Regions from separate parts of the Callithrix jacchus genome. Here region 2 is linked to region 1. The links are chromatin contacts, called in public Hi-C maps. All regions are on one chromosome and are shown on one strand. Each heading gives the region's core, a stretch centred on a gene start, on an enhancer-like site or on the middle of the called end of the contact. The rest is flanking DNA. Distances are from core to core; before and after follow the strand shown. Region 1 overlaps RNF220 (ring finger protein 220). Region 2 overlaps TMEM53 (transmembrane protein 53).

Region 1 (6,818 bases), core at 4,017-6,516:
TGCCTGGAGCCATGGCATCCTTCAGAAGGGAATTCTTGCTGCCAAGAAAGAAGAGAACAGGGTGACCATTCTACCTGCTGCCCAGGGCATGCAAGGGTAGAGTAGCAAGAACACTCCAAAAACAGAGAAGGCATAGCCAGCCTAGCCCAGCCCAGCTCAGCCAAGCTCCACCCAGTCCTTTCAATCCCAGTGGTCCAGCCTAGCTCAGCCTCTCTCATGGACCAAGGGCTAGTGCTGGCCCCGGGGAGGGAGACACAGACACTAGGCATGGTCGACTCACCAGTGGCTCTGAGAAAGCGCTTTACCTGACTCCTGGTATCAGCCCTGAAGATCCTGCCTGTCCTGGAGGCCTCCTTCTGTCCACCCCTTGTCCCCAGCCCACTCTTAGCTCCTGTGGGATTGGGGTGATGGAGCTGACATGGTTCTTGTCAATTCTCCCTCCAACATGCTGCAAACTGTGTTAGGCCAGGAATGATCTCCCCCTGATTCAATTTGTCAGCCCCAGGCCCTCCGGCATTGGGCGCGGCAGGCGGGCGGGAGCTGGGCCCTGAAATATGGTGGGTGGCTCAGAGCAGGCAGGGGCTGGGGTGGGAGGTGATGGATGGGCTGTGGGGGAGGCGAGGACTGTGTTTAATAACAAAATTGGTATGCAAGGCCACATCCTGCGCTAAGCATGAGTGATCCAGAGCCACAAAGTATTACAAATCCCCGCTAAACAGATGCTGACAATGGAACAAGACTTATCAAATCAGATCCACTTCAGAAACATTAATATCCCTGTTCCTGTCCCTCCCTGCCTGCCACCCCCACTGCACTCGCCACATCTGTGCTCACATTCATGCGCGTGCACTCACATACACACACACATACATGCTCACAGAAGTGCTGGCTGATGAATGCACAGAGGCAGACGCAGCACATTCACACAGGGTCCCTGCACAGACATATATCCAAGGTAGAATGCATGGGGCACATAGGGACTTACTGAGTGTGGACATAAGGAACACCCACAGATGAGCTCAGGCACCCACAGGGCCAGATACAGACATACCGGACATGCCCGCAGAAGCACAGGCAGATTCGGATGCAGCAGTGACTCTCAGTGGGGGACAGGGGAGAAGCGGAAGGGATGTTTCCTGCCCAGGGGACATCTAGCAATGTCTGGAGACATTTTTGGTTGTCAAAACGTGATCGGAGGGAGGGGAGGTTGCTACTGGCATGTATTAGGTAGAGGATGTTAAACAGGACAGCCTCTCACAGCAAACAATTATCTGACCCCAAATGTCAACTGTGCCGAGGTTGAGAAACCCCAGTATAAAGATGCACACACATAGACCTGTAGACTTCCTATAATTCTGCCAACAGGCACACACATACAAGCGGTCACACCTGTAGACTCAGACATATACAGATGCACAGGGCCACAGAGGCATATTCCCAGACACATGTCCATAAAGACAGATTCACGGCCCGGCACAGTGGCTCAAGCCTATAATTCTAGCACTTTGGGAGGCTGAGGCGGGCAGATTACCTGAGGTCAGGAATTTGAGACCAGCTTGGCCAACATGGTGAAACCCTGTCTCTACTAAAATTACAAAAATGAGCCGGGCGTGGTGGCAGGCTCCTGTAATCCCAGCTACTCAGGAGGCTGAGGCAGAAGAATTGCTTGAATCCTGGAGGAGGAGGTTGCAGTGAGCCAAGATTGTGCCATTGCACTCCAGCCTGGGCAACAAGAGCAAGACTTTGTCTCAAAAAAAAAAAAAGATTCACAACAGCCACACAGACTAGATGCGAGCTGCTCATGTGCACAAGTCCAATAAACACATGCATAGAGATGGACACCTGTGTGTACCAACACATACCCAGACACACATGTACCCACAAATGTCAGCCCCAGGCGCACACACACACAGCATACGTACGTCACAGTGTGGGGGCCACCAGGCCTAGAGTGAGGCCAAGGTCTGAGTGTAAAAACAGAGCTGTCAGCCAGTCTAATCACACAGTGGGAGCATCACAGATTAGGAAGAACAGGTTCTGTTCAATTATGTTTTGCTCATAAATGGTTCATGCCAGCCCTGATGTAGGCACTGGGGATTCAAGGAGGACACAGAGCTGCTTTTGAGAAGCAACTAGTTTTTGAGTTTATGGCTTTTATCATTCCTTCACTCCTTTATTCACTCAGTAAACAAATACTGTCATCACCATTTCTGGTACTTCCATACCAGGGGCATCTACTGCACAACACCATGCTTGCTCTGCCCTGGTCTAGAATATGAGTATTATCTCCAGTTGGGTCAGGTGGCAGCAGAAAAGGAATGAATAATGATTGGGCACCCGCTGTATGTGACAGATGCAGGCTTTAATACGTGTTATCTCATTGAAACGTCACAAAATCTCTACAAAGTTGAACCAGGTCAAATATCATCTTTGTGTTGACACAGTCTGAGGAGGGCTTGGGATTTGCGTTGGTGTCTGGCCAAGTCCACAGTGCTGGCTTTTAACTGCCTGTGCTGCCTCCCTAAAGATACTCAGGGCTTAGGATAGAGGGCAGAATCCAATTCTTTCTCTTTGGTTGCTGTGTGACTTTGGGGAGGGAACTGCTGACTCTGGGCTTCTGTTTGCTCTGTTAGTGAACAGAAACAGGGACATTCAGGGTCAGAACGTCCAGCCTGTCACTTTTGATCCACTCCGCTGGATCTTTTCCCAGCAACACTCTTCACTGTCCCTTGCATTGGATTGGGACTACCTGAGGCTCCTTGCCTTTCTCTGAGCAAGGGACCCCCTCCCTGTCTTCCGGTCAACAACCTGATTACCTCTCAGTGTGCTTGGCCCCCCAGAGACTGAGGAGTCTGCTGAAGGCCTGCCTCGTAGAAGAGAGGTCTGAGGCCCGCAGCTGTAGGCAGGCTGGCTCCCGCCCAGCTCATCAGCTCTGCCTTCCCTTGGTCCCTCCCTGTTTCCACAGCCCGCCCCCAACGATTTCCTCCCTTGCTCAGTCACTCGCTGCCTAGTGATCCATGGGTTTTAAATTATAACTGGGACCCAGGAAACGCGTTCCTAAGTACAATATTCATGGGCTGGGCTGACACTTTTAATTAAGGTGATTTACACTGAATTATCCTTGGAAATAAAGAAATGGTGCGCTGCCCGGGAATAAACCATCATCACCAGCCGCCTTTGTAAGTTACACTTCGTTTTAATCTATTTGGGGAATTGTTTATCTAGTTCATTACCCAACCAAACACCGAGGCCGGCCTTAAATAAGGCTTAAGCGGGGGTGGGGGCACTGCCATCTCCACACCCTGCCTCTCCTCTAGAGTCACCCAGCCTCCCTCTGGCTTCTTTCAGTCCTTTTAAAGTGCTGGCCAGAGAGCTGGCTTCCCAGCCCAGAGGCCAGATCTTGGGTGGCTCCAGAAGCCTCCCAGAGAATATCTCTTTCTAAGTTCAGGCCCCACCAAGCCAAGCCCCACTTTTAGCTTTGTGCAATCTCTCCATGCCCAGGCTCCTTCATCTCTCTGGGTGGAAACTCCTGCCTGAGGGCCACTGGGAAGTCTGGAGGCCAACCCTCCTCCACACCCCACCCATCAACCTCCAGCCCCCATCTCTCTATGTCCCTGTCTGTCTCTCCATACATCCAGTGCCTCCCCATCACCATCCCAGTGTCCCTTCCTTCCCTCAGACACTTGCTTCTCTGTTACCATCACTCTCCCAGTCATCCAAATTAGAAAGCTTCCTCCCAATAAGCACCCTAACTAAGTCCTGTGGCTTCTTCCTCCACCTGGTCTCTTGTCATTCCCTCTTCTGAATCCCCACTGCCACTGTCACTGTCCTGGGTCAGCCTCACCAACTTTCCTCTGGACCCCGCCCAACCTCCTCTCTTGTCTCTCTGCTTCTACACTCAACCCACACTCCACACTGGCCTCGAAACCATGCCCCTCCTGCTTGTCTCTCTCTGACCAAGCTTCACCCTGGCTCATGAATGTTCAGCTTACTCTCCACCCCATCGAGAATGCCCTCCAGCACTAAAGGCCCTCCACAATCTGTCCTCCATCTAACTTTGCCCTCCTTGTTCTACCTGGCCAAGTCCTGGGGTCTATTGGAGCCCCTGTGCAGGACTGAGAAGGGGAAAGATAAAGGGTGGGGTGAGGCAGAGAGTGCTGGCACAACCTCTGATCTCAAATTGAAAAATGCTTTGAAAAGTTTAAGGACTTTGCCAATGGAAGTTCTGACTGCTCTTCCTATGTCTGTATGCCCATGTACCTATGGGAATGACATCCATGGGACATGGCTTCTTTCAGGGTGTGTGTGTGGGGGCACATCTGTGTGTTGGAATGGGGGTGTGTGTGCACCTGTGTGTCCTGTATATGTTTGCGCCTGTATCTGAAACACAGCCAGTCCTAGCTCTGGAACTGGAAGGTCCCTGCTTCTCTCTCTGAGCCGGTGAGTGTGTCTGAAATAGCAGCCTGCTCCTAGAGGGACCTGCTCTGTGCTGTTGGGCAAAGGGAGGCAGAAGGCAGAACACCAGGCCAGTCTGAAGAGCCCCTTAGGCAGGAGTCAAGTGGCGGGGGGACCTGTCCAGGTTGATGGAGGGCACCTGGTGGCAGCATCCACAGACGCAGGAGCTGGCTAGGCTGAGGAAGGCCAGGGAGGGCAAAGGAGGCAACAGAGGCAAAGGCAGTGTAGGAGAGAAAAGGGGACAGTTGGAGGAGAGAAGAGGAAGGAGCCAGTAGGGGGAAGAAGGGCGCAGCAGAGAGGAATGGAGAGGGGAGGGGAGGGAGAGCTGGGGAGAAAGCCTCCAACCACAGTGTGTTGGTGGATGGAGCTGCCCTCATTTGGGCTCTACCAGGAACCTGGAAGTGAGGCACACACACCCTCCTGCAGGCCTCAGTTTCTCCATCTGTGAAATGGCTGGTCTCAGGCCCCTCTGCTCGGGGAGCTGATGGTGGGGAGTGGAGATGGGGTTTTAGAAGCCCCAGTGTGTTGTCTTTTCCCAACCTCCTCTGCAGTCCCGGTTTCCGGAGAGCGGGCAGGGGCGGAGCAAGGGCAGCCGAGGCTGGGGCCCTCTCCGCGCTCCCCGCTGCGCGGCCGTCAGCCCGGAGGGAGCTGACACGCTCCTTGGGAATTTATCACGCACCCAATTACAATGTTAATTGGCAAGTTCCTGAAATCAATTAATTCGCAAATTTTTTCCAATTAAAAATCCAGATAAATCACGAGGGCGGCGGCGGGCCGGTCCAGCCTGCAGTCCGGTGGGCGAAGCGGCCGCAGGGAGGGAGGGCGAGAGAAGCGAGGGGAGGGGGCGCGGGCGCGGCTGCCCTTGAACGCCTTTGCCGGCCGGTCCGACTGTCAGCGCGCCGGGCGCGGCGGGGCCGAGACAGATAAAACCATCGACCCGTCGCCGCCAGCGCTTCGGCTTTATCGATCCGACGGGAATTTCACTTGCTGTGCAGATCCCGCTGTCCGGCTGTCAGACACCCGGTTGGAGGGGGGCGCGTGCTGGGGGCGCAGGGCGTGCACGTTCGGAGCGGGTATGGGCGTAGGGTGCTGGGCCGGGCCGCGACGTGAGGGCTACAGATGCGGGGACGCAAGACAGAGCCGCGAGAGGCATGGAGCTCGGGGCGGGGAAATGGAAAAGGGGGATGCTCTGGGAGGATGTGGGGGACGAGGGGTTGCGCAGGGTAGTGGGTGGGGGTGTGGAACAAGGAAGGCTGTTGGCAGAAGTGCATGCCCTGGACACTGCAGGTGTGGAGCACCTGGGACTGCACTGTAGAGTGGCCCTCACGGAGGAGGCAGAAAAGCGAGCTGGGGCCCCCATTCTCCAGGCTTTTAGGGGCACACTGCTTTTACAAGGCTGGGCAGGCCCCTCTATCCTCTGCCTCTATTCTCTGACCCTGTTAGTAGAAGTCCTCCTCTGGGAGCAAATTAAACAGGACCCTTCCTGGACAGCCAAAATATGGAACTCAACTGCAGAAGGATTTTTTTTTTCCACTTTCTGCCACTGGCAGGCCAATCCCAGGTGTGTGTGTGGGGTGGTGGGGATGGGGAGTGATTAAAAGCATGGGTACTGGAGTCAGATTACTTTAGGTTTGAATCTTATCTTCATCACTTACTAGCTGTGCAATCTTAGAGATGTCACTTAACTCCTCTGCACCTCAGATTCTTCCTCTGTAAAATGGGAGCAATTATTATTTCCTACTTCAGAGGGTTGTTGTGAAGATTAAATAAATTAATGCAGTGTAAAGCATTTGGCACATAGTGCTCAACAAGCATTATTATTATTACCACTAGTATAGTCTTCTATGCCTATGGATTCTTGGCATAGAAGATGGATGGCTTCAACTGGTAGGGCTTATAGAGCTTAATTCTCCTCCCTTGAGTGCGAGCTGGACTTGATGACTTGCTCCTAATGAACAGAATAGAACAGAGTGGAAGCAATAGTGTGTGACTTCCCAAAGTAGATCATAGGAAGCACTGTGGCTTCTTCCTTAGTCCTCTCTTGGATTTCATGCTCTGTGGGAAGTCAGCTGCCATGTCATAGGGCTATTCAAGCTGTCCTATGGAGAGACCCACATGTGGGGGAATTGAGGCAGAAAAGGAGGCAGATATCCTGCCAATAGCCACGTGAGTGAGCATCTTGGAAACAGATCCTGCAGTCTCAGTCAGATCTTCAGGTGACTGTTTCCTTGGTGGACATCTTGACTGCAGCTTCATGAGAGATTCCAAGCCAGTAGCAGCAACCACCCACAACCATCCAGCCAAGCTGTTCCCAAATTGATGACCACAGTAATGGAGATTATAAATGTGTGTTGTTTAACTGC
Region 2 (7,266 bases), core at 4,761-7,260, 45 kb before region 1:
CCTACCTTGGCATCCCAAAGTGCAAAGTGCTGGGATTACAGGAGTGAGCCACCATGCCTGGCCTTGATGTATTTTTTTCTATGCATTAAAAAAAAAAAAAAATATGTGGCCAGGGGCGGTGGCTCACACCTGTAATCCCAGCACTTTGGGAGGCTGAGGCAAGCAGATCACCTGAGGTCAGGAGCTGGGAGTCCAGCCTGGCCAACATGGTGAAATCCTGTCTCTACTAAAAATACAAAAATTAACTGGGCGTGGTGGTAGACACCTGTAATCGCAGCTACTAGGGAGGCTGAGGCAGGAGAATTGCTTGAACCCGGGAGGCGGAGGTTGGAGTGAGCTGAGATCATGCCATTGCACTCCAGCCTGGGTGACAGAGTGAGACTCTGTCCAAAAAGAGAAAAAAAAATGTGTGTGTGTGTGTATAGGTATTCTGTTGTGATACTGCTTTACAACTTGTGTTTTCACTTAATGTATTACTATTATTTTTAAAAATAATAGCATTATTGAGAAATAATTTACATCCATCAAATCTACCCTTTAAAAATGTATGCTTCTGGCCATCCACAGTACTTGGGAGGCTAAGGTGGGAGGATTGCTTGAGCCCAGGAGTATAAGACCTGCCTGAGCAACATAGTGAGACCTTGTCTCTACAAAACATAAAAACTTAGCCAGGTGTGGTTCCATGTGCCTATTGTCCTACCACTCAGGACTGGGGTGGGAGGATCGCTTGAGCCTGGGAGGCTGAGGATGCAGTGAACCATAATCTCACTACTGCATTCCAGCCTGGGCAACAGAGTGAGACCTTGTCTCAAAAAAAAAACCAAAAAAAAAAAAGGTTAAATTCACTGCCTTTTGATATATTCACAGAATCATAAGACTATCACTGCTATCTAATTCCAAAGCGTTTTCATCATCTGAAAAAGAAACCCTATTCCCATTAATAGTCATTCTCTATTCCCTCCTCTCCACAGCCCTTGGCAAACACTAATCTTTCATTCTCTATGGACTTGCCTATTCTTGATATTTTATATAAATGAAGTCATATAATATGTGGCCTTTTGTATCTGACTTCTTCCACTTAGAATGATGTTTTCAAGGTTCATCCATGTTGTCACATGTGTTAGTACTTCGTTCCTTTTTATGACTGAATAGTATTTCATTGTATGGATGTATCACATTTAGTTTATTCACGGATGCTAGGAGGAGTGTTTCTACCTTTTGGTTATTATGACTGCTATGAATATTCATGGAAAGTTTTCATGTGGACTTATATTTTTAGTTCTCTTGGAGATATCCCTGGAGTGAAATTGCTGGGTCATGTGGTAACTCTATGTTTAATTTTTTTGAGGATCTGCCATAGTTTTCCAAAGTGGCTGTACCATTATGCATTTCCACCAGCAGTGTATGAGGGTCCTGGTTTCATCCACAACCAACACTTGTTTATTATCTGACTTTTTGTTTTTGAGACAGAGTCTTGCTCTGTCGCCAAGGCTGGAGTGCAAAGGGGTGTGATTGCCGCTCACTACAACCTCTGCCTCCTGGGTGCAAGCAATTCTCCTGCCTCAGCCTCCCAAGTAGCTGGGATTACAGGCACGTGCCACCAAACCCAGCTAATTTTTTGTATTTTGGTAGAGACTGGCGTTTCACCATGTTGGTCAGGATGGTCTTGATCTCCTGACCAACATAGTGAAACGCCAGTCTCTACTAAAATACAAAAAATTATCCTCCTGCCTCTGCCTTCCAAAGTGCTGGGATTACAGGTGTGAGCCACCTTGTCCTCCCTGACTTTTTAATTATAGCCATCCTCAAGTATGAAGAGATACCTGATAGTGGTTTTGATTTTGATATTCCTAATGGCTATGATGTTGAGCATCTTTTTTGTGCTTATTGGCCATTTGTAAATCTTTGGAGAAAGACCTGCTTCATGTATTTAGATCCTTTGCCCATTTTTGAATTGGGTTTACTTTTTGCTGTTGAGTTTTATGAGTTCTCTGTATTCTGGATATTACTCCCTTATCAGATAGATGATTTGCAAATATTTTCTACATTCTGTGGGTTTTTTTTCACTTTTTTTGGATTGTGTCCTTTGAAGTAAAAAGTTTTTATTTTGATGAAGTCTCAATGTATCTATTTTGTTTGTCTGTTCCATGTACTTTTGGTGGAACTGCTGTCTAATCCAAAGATTTACTCCTGTGTTCTCTTCTAACGGGTTTTATAGTTTCAGCTCGTATATTTATGTCTATGAGCTGCTTAATGTATTACTGAATATTTCTATGTAATTTAACATTTTTCGTATAAGTGGAATTGCCAAGTCGAAGATTGCATTTTTTTTTTTTTTTTTTGAGATGGAATTTCACTCTTATTGCCCTGGCTGGAGTGCAATGGCATGATCTTAGCTCACTGCAACCTCCGCCTCCTGAGTTCAAGCGATTTTCCTGCCTCAGCCTCCCAAGTAGCTGGAATTACAGGCACCTGCCACCATGCCCAGCTAATTCTTTGTATTTAGTAGAGATGGGATTTCACCATGTTGGTCAGGCTGGTCCTGAACTCCTGACCTCAGGTGATCCACCCACCTTGGCCTCCCAAAGTACTAGGATTACAGGCTTGAGCCACCATGCTCAACAAAGATTGCATGTTTTTGAGACTTCTGATACATGTTCCAGAATTCTTGTGACTCTGTTTTCTCCCTGTAATTTCTACCCCTCCCTATCTGTCTCTCCACTGCTCTCGTTCAGGCCTTCACCATCTCTTGCCTTGAATTTTATAGTAGCCTTCTACCTGTTCCTAATGACCCTGTCAGTGCAGTGTGTGTTAAGTGTAGTGGTGTGGTGGCGGGTGCTGTGACAGTACAGAGGAGGGGCACCTCACTCAGTCTGAAGTTTGGGGTGGGGGTAGTGAGAAGGGGTTGGCTTGGGGAGGGCGTCAAGGAATGCTTCCTGGAAGTAAGTAGTGAGCTGACTCTGTAAGTGGAGTGGGCATTAACAAAGCATGAACACGGAGCATCAGCATCATGGGCTGGAGAACAGCACATGCAGGTCCGGCTGGTGGAGGCAGTAGAGCTTGCTGGTCCAGAGAGTGGGCGCTGGCTCTGCTGTTTCCTGGAGGTATGTTTTTGGGGGAAAGGGACTTTCCCTCTCTGTGTTTTAATTTTCTCATCTGTAAAATGGAGATAGTAATAGTAGCTAACTTCTAGGATGGTTGCAAGACCAAATGAGGGAGCATATATTGAAGTCCTGGCTGGGAGAAGCAGGTAGATGAGGTCATTATTGGGTCTTTTGATGTACAGGAGGCAGCCATGCATACAGGTTTGGAGTTGATGTGATAGAGATGGTTTTGTTATCTAGGGGGCTGGCTAGGGTAGTAGATACAAGCTGGTCTTTGGAGTCAGACCACCTGGGTTTGGATTTCAGCTTCACTGCTTGTTAGTCAAGTAACCTTGAGCAAGTTGTTTACTATGTGTCTTAGGTTTTCATCTGTAAAATGAGAATTCTTAGCTGGGTGCAGTGGCTCATGCCTGTAATTGGAGCACCTTGGGAGCCTGAGGCAGGTGGATCACGAGGTCAGGAGTTTGAGACCAGCCTGGCCAAGAATGTGAAACCTCGTCTCTACTAAATACAAAAATTATCTGGGCGTGGTAGTGCATACCTGTAGTCCCAGCTGCTCAGGAGGCTGAGGCAGAGAATTGCTTGAACTCAGGAGGTGAAGGTTGCAGTGAGCCGAGATTGCGCCACTGCACTCCAGCCTGGGCAACACAATGAGACTTTGTCTCAAAAAAAAAAAAAGAGAATTCTTGCTCATAAGAGTATTGTAATTTTTGTTTTTTTAAATATAGGGTCTCACTCTGTACCCAGGCTGGAGTACAGTGGCATGATCTTGGCTCACTGCAGCCTTGATCTCCTGGGCTTATCCTCCTGCCTCAGCATCCTGAGGAGCTGGAACTACAGGCATGTGCCACCTTGCCGAGCTAATTTTTCTAGAGATGAGGTTTTGCCATGTCGCCTAGCCTGGTCTTGAACTCTCAGGCTCAAGTGAGATCTGCCTGCTTTGGCCTCCCAAAGTGCTGGGATTACGGGTGTGTTGTGAATAACTAATGCGTTGATACGTGAAATGCTCAGAATAGGGCCTGACACATCATGCTGTGTGTTAGCAGTTTTTGCTGAGAGAAGTTTGTAATGGTTTAGGAACTAGGCGTTTTTGATTGCTTGTACAGGGTTCTGGTAAGTCTTTGCATAGAGTGGGAGATCAGGCCAGGGACCAAAATTTTCAATGCCTCAAGGTCACCTGCTAGAGGCCAGGAGATATCAGCACCAGGAGGGGCAGAGGGTGATATGGCCAGTGGAGTAAGTAAGAAAGGGGCAGGAGTTCGTACAAGACGGTGGAAGAATCATGATCCTAATGTGACAACAAATAACAATAGCCATAGCAATTACTTTTGGCTGGGCGTGGCGGCTAACACCTGTAATCCTAGCATTTTGGGAGGCCGAGGCGGGCAGATTGCCTGAGCTCAGGAGTTCTAGACCAGTCTGGTCAATATGGTGAAACCCTGTCTCTACTGAAAATACAAATATTAGCTGGGTGTGGTGGTGGGTGCCTATAATGCCAGCTACTTGGGAGGCTGAGGCAGGGGAATCCCTTGAACCGGGGGGCGGAGAGGGGGGCAGAGGTTGCAGTGAGCCAAGATCCGCCACTTTACTCCAGCCTGGGGGAAAGAGTGAAACTCCCTCTGAAAAAAAAAATTTTTTTTTAAATGAATCGGTTATGGTGGCATGCGCCTGTGGTCCCAGCTACTCAGGAGGCAGAGTGGGAGGATTGCTTGAGCCCAAGGAGGTTGAAGCTGCAGTGAGCTGTGATTGTGCCACTGCACTCCAGCTTGGGCAACAGAGCAAGACCCTGTCTCCAAAAATAAATAAATCAATAAAGAATACTACAGAAAGCTTGGGCTATGGGAGTAGGTAGTCTGTCCAGGGTGCTAATATTCTGAGGGTTTATTCACCTTCATGGAGGGTGAAGAGTCATTCCTGCCTGAGTTGGTAAAGAAAGCCAAGGTTGCCAGCGAAACGGAGTTACAAATCCCAGCCTCAGGAGGAGGGGCAGTTTGGAGGCCGAGCAGCAGCTGTTTGAACCTCTGGCAATGGGGAATGCACCATCTCTGCTGGTGGGGGCTGGCCTTGACATCTCATGTCCACCAGGGAATATGACCTCCCTTGGTTGCTTTTTCTGCATTTGTAATAAATCCCAAAGCCTTTGGCTGGTGTCTTGGGGGTGGCATATGGGAAACCCTGTAGGCAGGGGAAGGAGAGCCCATTCTCAGACAGCTGCAGAGGTAAGGGAGCCTCCCAGAATGGGGTCTTGGAAATCGAGTTGCTGGGCCTCGGAGATGCAAAAGCACTTTCAAACACTAGCTGCGGACTACTCTCCATGAGGCTGCGGTAGCCCAAGCCTCATGGGCAGAGTCATATCCAGCAAGGTTGAGCCGGGTCCCCACTGAGAAAGGCTAGTGCAGGTAAAGAGCCATCTGGGAGAAGATGGGGACACTAGGCCGAGAAAAGTGGTGAGAATATTTGGAGCTGCTTGAGATAGACCTGTGGGACTGTGTCCCTCACCAGAGGCTGAACCAGCACTGTGGAGGCCAGGAGGGCTGGCAGGTGTCAGCAGGGGCCTGAGGCTTTGGCAGCTTCTGCTCCAGGCTGAGTTGCAACCAGGCCTGGGACCTCCACGGGTGCGGGCAGTTAATCTCTGAAGGCCAGAGTCACCACTACTAGAGAGCAGGAACGTTGAACTTTTCAATCACATTAATTTCCACAGGAAATTGTTGTCTTCCTTTTGTCCAAAGGTTAGTGATTTATATTTACCAGCCTCTTAACTAGCCTTGAAATTTACTGTTGCCAGGTCACTCCTGGCATCCATAAATTTCCGGGTGGCAGCTGAGCATAGCCAAGTGGCTTGTTCCTTGGAAGGGTACACGCCGGCCCTTTTGGGAGTGCAGATGAACTGGCCACAGACGGTCCTGGTACAGAAGTCCCCCTGAGGGAGTGGGTGTTCACTTTGCAGGGGAAATGAGATGAGGTCTGTTTGACAAGGTTGCAGGGAGGCTTCTTCAAAGGCAGCCCTGGTGGTGGTGGCAGCTGGCTTGTGCCTCTTCGATATCACCAGCTGTGGATGGGGTGGCAGCACAGACAGTGCTGGAGTAGTTGAGGGTGGGGAGCAGGGGCCAGATTCCCAGCTCTACACTCTGCTTAGACAAGTACCTTAACCTCACTCTGCCTCAATTTCTTCATCTATAGTAAGAGGACCTGCCTTAGAGTATTGTTAAACCTCAATAAATATAGGCTGTTATTATTCTCTTGCAGACAGGGTAGGTGGCTTGGTATAGGCCAGAGTCAGTCAGTCTCATGTCCCTGTCTGCACTGTCCTATCCATTTATACTTTTAAGACCCTCTTCTTCCTGGGAGGCTGAAGCGGGCAGATCACTCGAGGTCAGGAGTTCAAGACCAGTCTGGCCAACGTGGTAAAACCTTTCCTCTACTCTTAAAAAAAAAAAAAAAATAGCTGTGCGTGGTGGTGGGTGCCTATAATTCCAGCTAATTAGGAAGCTGAGGCAGGAGAATTGCTTGAACCCAGGATTTGGAGGTTGCCTTGAGCCAGGATTGTGCTACTGCCCTCCGGCCTGAGTGAGAGAGTAAGACTCAATCTCAAAAAAGACCCTCTTCTTCTATCTGCTCATAGAATTAGAACAGGGGCTGGCAGACTCTTTCTGTAAAGGGCCAGTTTTGTTTTTTTTTTTGAGATGTATTCTTACACTGTGGCCCAGGCTGGAATGCAGTGGCATGATCTCGGCTCACTGCAACCTCTGCCTCCCAGCTTTGAGCAATTCTACTGCTTCAGCCTCTGAGTAGCTGGGATTACAGGCACCCACCACCACGCCCAACTAATTTTTGTATTTTTAGTAGAGACGGAGTTTCACCATTTTGGCCAGACTGGTCTTGAACTCCTGACCTTGTGATCAGCCGCCTCGGCCTTCTAAAGTGCTGGGATTACAGGCATGAGCCACCGCGCCCGGCCAGGCCAGTCAGTATTTTAAGCTTTGTAAGTCACCTGGTCTTGTAACTACTCCAATCTGCTGTTTTTAGTGCGAAAGGAGCCAGAGACCCTAAGTAAATAATGAGTGTGACATGTTCCAATAAAACTGTATTTGTGGACACTGAAATTTAAATTCCATATAATTTTCACCTGTCACAAAATATTCTTTTGATTTTTTTAACCATT

The links. A called contact is a pair of places that touch in the nucleus more often than the background predicts.
Region 2: a Hi-C map of induced pluripotent stem cells shows a contact between it and region 1, with 3 times the contacts expected there. The contact joins two enhancer-like sites. A contact is called at or near these places in 3 of 3 Hi-C or Micro-C datasets (induced pluripotent stem cells and skeletal muscle).

Annotation. Positions count from the first base shown.
Region 1 is chr7:81,323,024-81,329,841 of calJac240_pri, reverse strand. RNF220 (ring finger protein 220) reads right to left here. Exons shown (of 17, transcript XM_078331531.1): 4 at 1-38. Among named protein-coding and RNA genes, the nearest start is that of TMEM53, 55 kb to the left of the region's middle. Within about 2 kb of position 5,266, at least 2 of the 16 cell types and tissues checked have an H3K27ac peak or open chromatin away from gene starts, as enhancers often do.
Region 2 is chr7:81,367,980-81,375,245 of calJac240_pri, reverse strand. The region is part of intron 1 of TMEM53 (transmembrane protein 53); the gene reads left to right. Among named protein-coding and RNA genes, the nearest start is that of TMEM53, 10 kb to the left of the region's middle. Within about 2 kb of position 6,010, at least 5 of the 16 cell types and tissues checked have an H3K27ac peak or open chromatin away from gene starts, as enhancers often do.